Linked DNA regions of Mus musculus: region 2 is linked to region 1. A link is a contact called in public Hi-C data. All regions are on one chromosome and are shown on one strand. The core of a region is the stretch at or near the end of the contact, and the rest is flanking DNA. Distances in the headings are between cores, read along the strand shown.

Region 1 (3,670 bases), core at 345-2,844:
CACTCTCTTCAGACACACCAGAAGAGGGCATTGGATCCCATTACAGACGGTTGTGGGCCACCATGTGGTTGCTGGGAATTGATGGACTCAGGACCTCTGGAAGAGTAGTCAGTGCTCTTAACTATCGAGGCATCTCTCCAGCCCAAAATACTATATTTTTTTTATTAGTTTTCATTTTCCTTCCTCAAGGGAGTTGGTGGAGAACTGGCCAAACTTCTAATTATGTTGGGGCCATTCCTCGGGGGGGTTTCTTGCCCTGATTCTCCTTATCATCTCCCTCCACTGACCAAATTGTCTGAGTTCAGGCCTAGTCGTGACAAAGAGAGTGGCTTTCCATGACCAGGACTTTGGCTAGGCCTAGCGGGCACTCCCTTCCCCTCTCTGTTGGCAGATGCTCAACTCGAGCACATCAGCATGTTCTGGGCTTAGCTTGTACTTTCTCAACTCCAGCCCTGAAATAACCGTTTCTCTAAGATGCTGTGGTCCCTTTAATAGGAAGTGACATTTGAAAAACAAGATCTAGAGTGCTCACGCTGCTGCTATATTGTTGCTTATAGGCCTTGCCAACCAAGAAGTTCACGGTCACACTCATTTGCATGTGCATATACATACATACATATATGCATATATTTATTTCTATATCTGTTAAAATGTTGAAGGCCAGAACAGTGCCTCCAATTTTAATCTACCACCAAGGACTTACCTTGGTAGTAAGATTAAAACTCTTGCCTACAGTGAGATTCCAGCTTCTGCCATCCTAACTGTAATGGTTGATTTGTTCAAACTTAAACTCCCTACGTCCACCACTGTGAACAAGTTCACAATGATTCATGTTTGATGCAGTTGGGTTGCCTTTGCCTTGAAACTAAGGACAGATAGTTAAAATGCTGTTTCCAAAGGTTACGTGTGGGTTAGTTCAACTGTCCATCTGAAATATAACTGAGTCCATACTATTTACATATATATCCTTTTGAGGGTTCCCTCACCTATTCCTGATGGTTTCTTCCTGTTTATTTTTGGAGTACATAAAATATTTACATAGTTCCAAAGGTCAAAATACAAGACAAGGCTTTCTCTATTGCTTAAACTTATCAGTGTTGATTGCATTTTGAATAAAAGTAAATAGCACGAGGCTATGGTAAGTATCAGTGAGTGAGAACAAAGCCCTCTGGCTTTCTGTAACGAAATCTTTTTATGTCCCTACCCCTCTACTCACCCTCTACCCTGCCTTGGAAATAACACTTTCTTGGACATAATGGCAGAATTACACAATTATCTCTCCTCTTTCTTGATTCTTCAGCAATCAAACATAGAGGCTGTAAAATCAGGGATCCAGGGTAAAATTCCTGCAAACCAGTTGGCGGAGGTGTGGCTGAAGCTGATAGATGAAGTTATAGAAGACACGAGGTACAGTAATCCTCTTCCTATCTGCACGTCCCCAGCATGCCCTGAATTCTAAGACTGTAGGTGCTTTTCCAATCTTGTCAAGTATTTCTCTGGAAAAAAAAATGCGTTTGAGCATTGTTTTGGGCTCCTTGAAAGTCCCACCCCAGCCCAGGAGAAGTTTCTGAATCACCCGGAAAACCTCCATTCTCTGGTTTGGTGCCAAGTCTAAAGTAGCCCAAGTAGGCCCAGGCTGGACTACCGGAAGCTGGCCCAGCAGCCTGAGGCAAAGGGTGGGAGTGGAAGAGAGGGAAGAGAAATAGCCTGAGCTAACCTTTCTGCAGAAGGACTCCTGACTTCCACAGGGATATAGGAACATGGCTTCCACCACTCAGAACAATGTTCCTAACTCATGTCTTTAGAAATAGCTTGCTGCTGCTGCTGTTGTTGTTGTTAAGTGTTTCAAGCACTCTGCCATCCTTCAGAAACAGTTAACACTAAAAACAGGAGTAACAGATAGTTAGAATGGGCCCTAAGCAAGGATGACGCGCAAATTCATTATACACTAAGAAATAAACAAGAAACAGCAACAATAACAACAACAACAGCAACAACAACAACAACAACACACACACACACACACACACACACACACACACCACGTTAGACAAATCCAGGACACAGACTTAGCCAGAGGACATTTCATAGCTGTGACTTAAGAAGTAACTTTTGGCATTTAGAAATCAAAAGGGAAAGTGACTCATTCCAACCTCATTTTAAATGTTGGCTAATAAAGCCACGAACAGGGAAGGTCGAAAAGAAAAGAGCATGGACTACACCTCTCAAGCTCTGGAAGCAGACATTTCCCCTTCTGGGGTAAGGCCCTTAGTCATCCCGTCCTCTTGCGCCCCCTAGTGGTTTATTCAGGTCATTGACAAACAGCTAAAATCAAGCCCCACTGGCTTTGTGACCACTCAAAGCTGAGAGACTTAGGGATTCCCTAAGGAGTGACCTCTAAATTACAGATAAGAAAGAAGGGAGACCGCAGTGACACTGGGAATTATTTACCCACTTAATGGCCAGCATCTCACTTTCAAAGGGCTCAAGTGTGACTTCGGAGCTCAACAGCACTCCCGTGAATTTTTGCCTTATGTGGCCACCGCAGGATCTTAAACCTTTATACACACGGTGCCACAGAAGTTAATGAAATCAAACAAAAACATACAGCGACAGCTTTCACATGGAAAATGCCTGTGATTTGCCAAAGAAAGCCCAGGCATGAGAACACATGCTGGCTTCAAAGAAGCAAGCTGGCATCTTTCTAAATGTTCTGTCGCAGGAAATTCCATGTTTGAGGAAAACCATGCTAGGATATCCTTCATATAAGGAGCTGGGTGGCATGCAAATAATGTAAATTCTAAGTGGGGACAATGAGTCGAATTTCCTGGTACTGGTGACAGTCTTGCCCTGTGGTTTCACCTACTTCCACAGTGAGAGAGAGAGAGGCACAGCTGACATGTGGCTAATCTGAGTCACTCACTCAGCTGTCCCTGTTTTTCTTGTGGACTCTTAACTTGGCTGAAAATTGTCCTATACAAGTGGTCCTTCTTATCTTCTGGAGCTCTCTGAGAACCGTCTGAGAGGATGACGGTGATGAAGATGACGGTACTGGGGATATTTAAACTTTGGTGCTTTAAAATTTGTGTCTTCTCCGATGCCAACAGAGACATCCTCAACTACAGTTTAAAGCAAGCAGCCCCTGTAGACTCAGGAGATTGCTGTCATTTCAATCTACGTGAAATGGCGTGCAGACATACATTAAACATGTGGGCAAACACAAGTGGACTTAGTTTTGAGACCTAGAATGTCATTCTTAGGTTTGTTTCTCTTCTCTCCTCTTCTTATAGATACACCTTGCCTGTCACAGAAGGAAAAGCCAACGTCACGGTTCTGGATACTCAGATCCGAAAGTTGCGGTCCAGGTTTCTCTCCCAGATACACGAGGCAGCTCTGAGGATGAGATCTGAAGCCACGGATGTGAAATCCACCTTGTTGGAAATCGAGGAGTGGCTTGATAAACTGATGCAGCTTACTGAAGAGGTAGACCATTAAAATACACTGTCATCTGTTTCCAGAAGGATTCTGCAGATGACAAGAAGGGTGGGGCAGGTGGTGGGTGGGTCATCTGGTATATCTGCGACTGGGATTGGATCTGATCAATGATAAAAACCAAGGACTTACTAGGATGAGGAGGCTACTGGAGAGGGTGAAAGTCACCCAAATTTTG
Region 2 (3,670 bases), core at 442-2,941, 77 kb before region 1:
TCAAGTACACAGTTCTGTTATTAAATATCCACAGTGGTGCTCTTACCTTTAGGCTACAGTAAACACTGGAGCTGTAGACAGTGGTGTGCAGCTCTCCTTTAGAAGGCTACCCTGAGTCTAGTCGAGTTAAAATGACCAGTCAGCTAGGGGCTCACTGAGACTGAAACACCTACCAGAGAGCACGGGTGGGACAGACCTAGGCCCCCTATACATATGTAACAGATGTGCAGCTTGGTCTTCATGTGGGACTCCTAACAGCTGGAGCAGGGGCTGTCTCTGACTGTTGCCTGCCTTTGGAGCCCTTTCCCCTAACTGCCTTATCTAGTAGCCTCAATAGGAGAAGATGCACCTAGTCTTACTACAGCTTAATATGCCAAGGTGGGTTGATATCCCTGGGAGGCCTCCCTTTCTGTAAAGAGAGAGAGAGAGAGGGAGGGATGGAGGGAGGAGAGGGAAGATGGAGGCACTGGGAGGAGAGGAAGGAGGACAAGCCTCGATCAGGATATAAAGTAAATAAAGAAATTAATTAATGAAGAAAACAACAGTCAACTTGCTCAAATCAGAATATTTTACTAATTTAAAAAATGTCATTTAGAGGGCTGGAGAGATGGCTCAGTGCTTAAGAGCACTGGCTGTTTTTTCAGAGGTCCTGAGTTCAAGTCCCAGCACCCACATAGCAGCTCACAAGCACCTATAATGGAATCTGATGCTTTCCTTCTGGAATGCAGACATGCATGCAGACAAAGCCCTGAAATCAGTCAATCAGTCAATCAATCAATCAACCCCTCCCCCCCCTTTTTAAAGCCATCCAGCACTCATTTTCAGGTTTATCTAGAGACTTTCTGTCCAATGGAGCTTCCTGTGGTGTGGAAATAGTTAAGATCCACCCTGTGTGACAGGAAGCCACTAGCCACATGTGGTTTCCAATCACCAAAATGCAGCCACTATGACCAAGGGCTTGAAATTTTACTCTTAAGTGCAACTAGTTTAAATGTACATATCCGCACGTGGTCACTGATGGCCTATAGGGATGGCAGCAGAGATTGCAGCAGATGGCCCCAGCAGCTGAGTGACCAGGTCTTCCACTTGCTTATGGTTGCTAGAACCTGCAGATCCGGTGGCCTCATCTGTCAAATGGAAGGTGTAATTGTCACTACCCCACACAGCGCATGTGCGAGCATTCGCACTGAGGCAGTGGGAGCAAAGGGCACTGAGTGTTGACTGCTGCTGAATCTTCAGGGGGCTTGGACTGGAAGCAGCCTGAGGAATCAGCTCACGCCGCTCTCTCGCCCCTTAGTGCTCACGCAGCACGCACCTCCACTGCTGAATCCTCAGGGTTCTCGTAGGGACGTCTTCTTTCACCTTCATGTTCCATGCAGAGGACTTGGGCAGAGGCAGGGCTGGGTTTAATTGCATTCCAGATTGTCCCTGGGCTCTGATGGAGCTCAGTTCCCATGAGGAGAATATACATAACTGGACCATGACACCAAGCCGAATGAATACTCTGGCGGCCCCTCTGGAGGGGTTGAGTTGTTCAGTATGCTGGCATCATTTGGATCAAGTCAGAAAGCAGAGAGAAATTTACCAAGGACAAAAGAATGTTTTTAAGACAGGGAGAGAAGGAACAAAGCCTAGCCCTCCTGGCCGAGCTTTGTCACAAGGTAATGCAAGCATTTATGACAGGCTGTGTGACTCAGAGGCACAGAGGTGAAATAGCTTAGCAGCGAATCAGTTCCACTGATAATCTAGATCAGGCTATTTTATTAGCAGGAAATAAAGGCCTAACCTATTTTACACAAAGCATTTTTTTTTTTAAATCTCATATTTAACTGGCAGGGTGAGGCCCCATTCTGTTTTAACCACAGATTTCTGGTTTTTTTTTTTTTTTTTAACCTACGCCATCTTTTTTCATCCCAGTAGTCCTGCATAGAAATTGGGAAAACAGTTCTGCCATCTTTCTTTTCACTAACAATGTAGGAAGTTATGGTTCTGCTCATCCTTCCTCCCTGCCTGGCCCCTCCCTGTCTCTGCGCCCTTTTGATGATTTCTGCCTGGGCCTTACAAATACAAGTATTCAGTAACTCTGGGTGAAGGCTGTTAGGTCAGGCATCTTCTAGCTCTTTGGAGAGTCTGGATCGAGCTAGGCTGGGATTGTGCCCACAGGCAGCCTAAATGCTATGCTGCAAGCAAAGCAGAGTTTGATGAATCAAATTTTTGTTGTTTTTTTAAAGATTTATTTATTTATTTTTATTTTATTTTATGTGTATTGGTGTGTTGATTGCATGTATGTCTGTGTGTGGGTGTCAGACCTCCTGGAACTGGAGTCATAGACAGTTGTAAACTGCCATGTGGGTGCTGGGAATTGAACCTGGGTCTTTAGGAAGAACAGCTAGTGCTCTTAACCACTGAGCCATCTCTCCAGCCCCTAATCAAATGTTTAAGTTGTCTTCATGTGCAGGTCACATTGAGGATGAGAACTTGACAGTTTTTATGGACTATGTAACTGCTTTATTTTTATTTATTAATTACATTTTAATTAATTAATTTTATTCACTGAAAATAGAAAAAGTGTGTGTGTGTGTTGGGGGGGGGTGTGAGACAGGATTTCTAGGTGTGACTCTGTCTATTCTGTAGACCAGGCTGGCCTCATACTCACAGAAATCCACCTTTCTCTGACTCTAGAGAGCTGGGATTAAAGGTATGACCCACCACCACCTCCTGGCTATAAAGTCTTTCTTTAAGGTGTGTGTCTGCTCGTTAATGTGTATGCAGGAAGGTATGCTTGCATAAGCATGTGGAGGTCAAAGGAGAACTCTGAGCATCCTCTCTTGCTCTCCACCTCATTCCTTTAAGATAGGATCTCTCACTGAAGCTTGAACTTTTAGGCTAGGCTAGACTGGAAGCCACCAAGCCTTTTCAATCTTCTAACCCCAATTGCTAGGACTACAGGTACAAGCATCTACAACCCCAATTGCTAGGATTTCAGGTACAAGCATCTACAACCCCAGTTGCTAGAATTACAGGCACATGCATCTACATCCATTTTCTTTTACAAGGGTTCTGAAGATCCCAACTCAAGTCCCCATGCTTGCTCAGTATGTGCTCTTACCACTGAGCCTTCTCTTCAGCCCAGAAGTGAAATCTTTTCCAGCTAGAGAAGCTGTCTTAAGTAGAATGGGTTAAGTATCTAGGTAAGATTCTCATAGCAGGTTCAGGCAGAGGTGGGGTTTTACCACCACACTCTCCTCTTCTGAGGCCATCATACAGTTGTTTCCTATGCAGAGCTGAGTGTTATCTCAGCCATGTCTGTCTGTGGCCGACACTCCCCTATCCACGGCCCTTTGGGCATTCTTATCTCTTCCAAAGGAGTTTAGTGCAGGGCAGGTGGGCCATGCAACGGACAGGCATAAGAACCGGCAAGGTTGTGTGAGCTCAGACCCCCGAGAATCTCAGAGATCTGAGACTGGCGGGAGTAGGGCTGTTCCCTACCTATCTCTGTACCTGCTCTGGGACATAACCACGACACCCCACCGTGGGCAGTCACTTTCTTAAATAGTACTTGGAGTCCTTCACCATGCAAATAGAGCATCACTAACATCTCAAACTCAGCCAACGGGAAACATCTACCTAAATGCTACCACACTCCTCAAGGTTTGTATAGTCCCTGGAA

What was found. Hi-C and Micro-C count contacts between places; a contact is called where the count stands out from the background.
Region 2: a Hi-C map of bone marrow-derived macrophages shows a contact between it and region 1, with 67 read pairs. A contact is called at or near these places in 22 of 39 promoter capture datasets (the 3T3-L1 cell line, the C10 cell line, the HPC-7 cell line and 13 more), 215 of 484 Hi-C or Micro-C datasets (the 3T3-L1 cell line, 3T3-L1-derived adipocytes, the 4T1 cell line and 112 more), 52 of 130 datasets of targeted methods (the 230-238 cell line, CD8 T cells, the NIH/3T3 cell line and 32 more) and 7 of 9 other capture datasets (adipose tissue, bone marrow-derived macrophages, embryonic stem cells and 4 more).

The regions. Positions count from the first base shown.
Region 1 is chr19:37,954,180-37,957,849 of GRCm38.p6, reverse strand. Myof (myoferlin) reads left to right here. Exons shown (of 54, transcript NM_001302140.1): 22 at 1,301-1,407; 23 at 3,291-3,483. Among named protein-coding and RNA genes, the nearest start is that of Gm52397, 30 kb to the left of the region's middle.
Region 2 is chr19:38,031,137-38,034,806 of GRCm38.p6, reverse strand. All of the region lies in intron 1 of Myof (myoferlin), which reads left to right. Among named protein-coding and RNA genes, the nearest start is that of Myof, 11 kb to the left of the region's middle.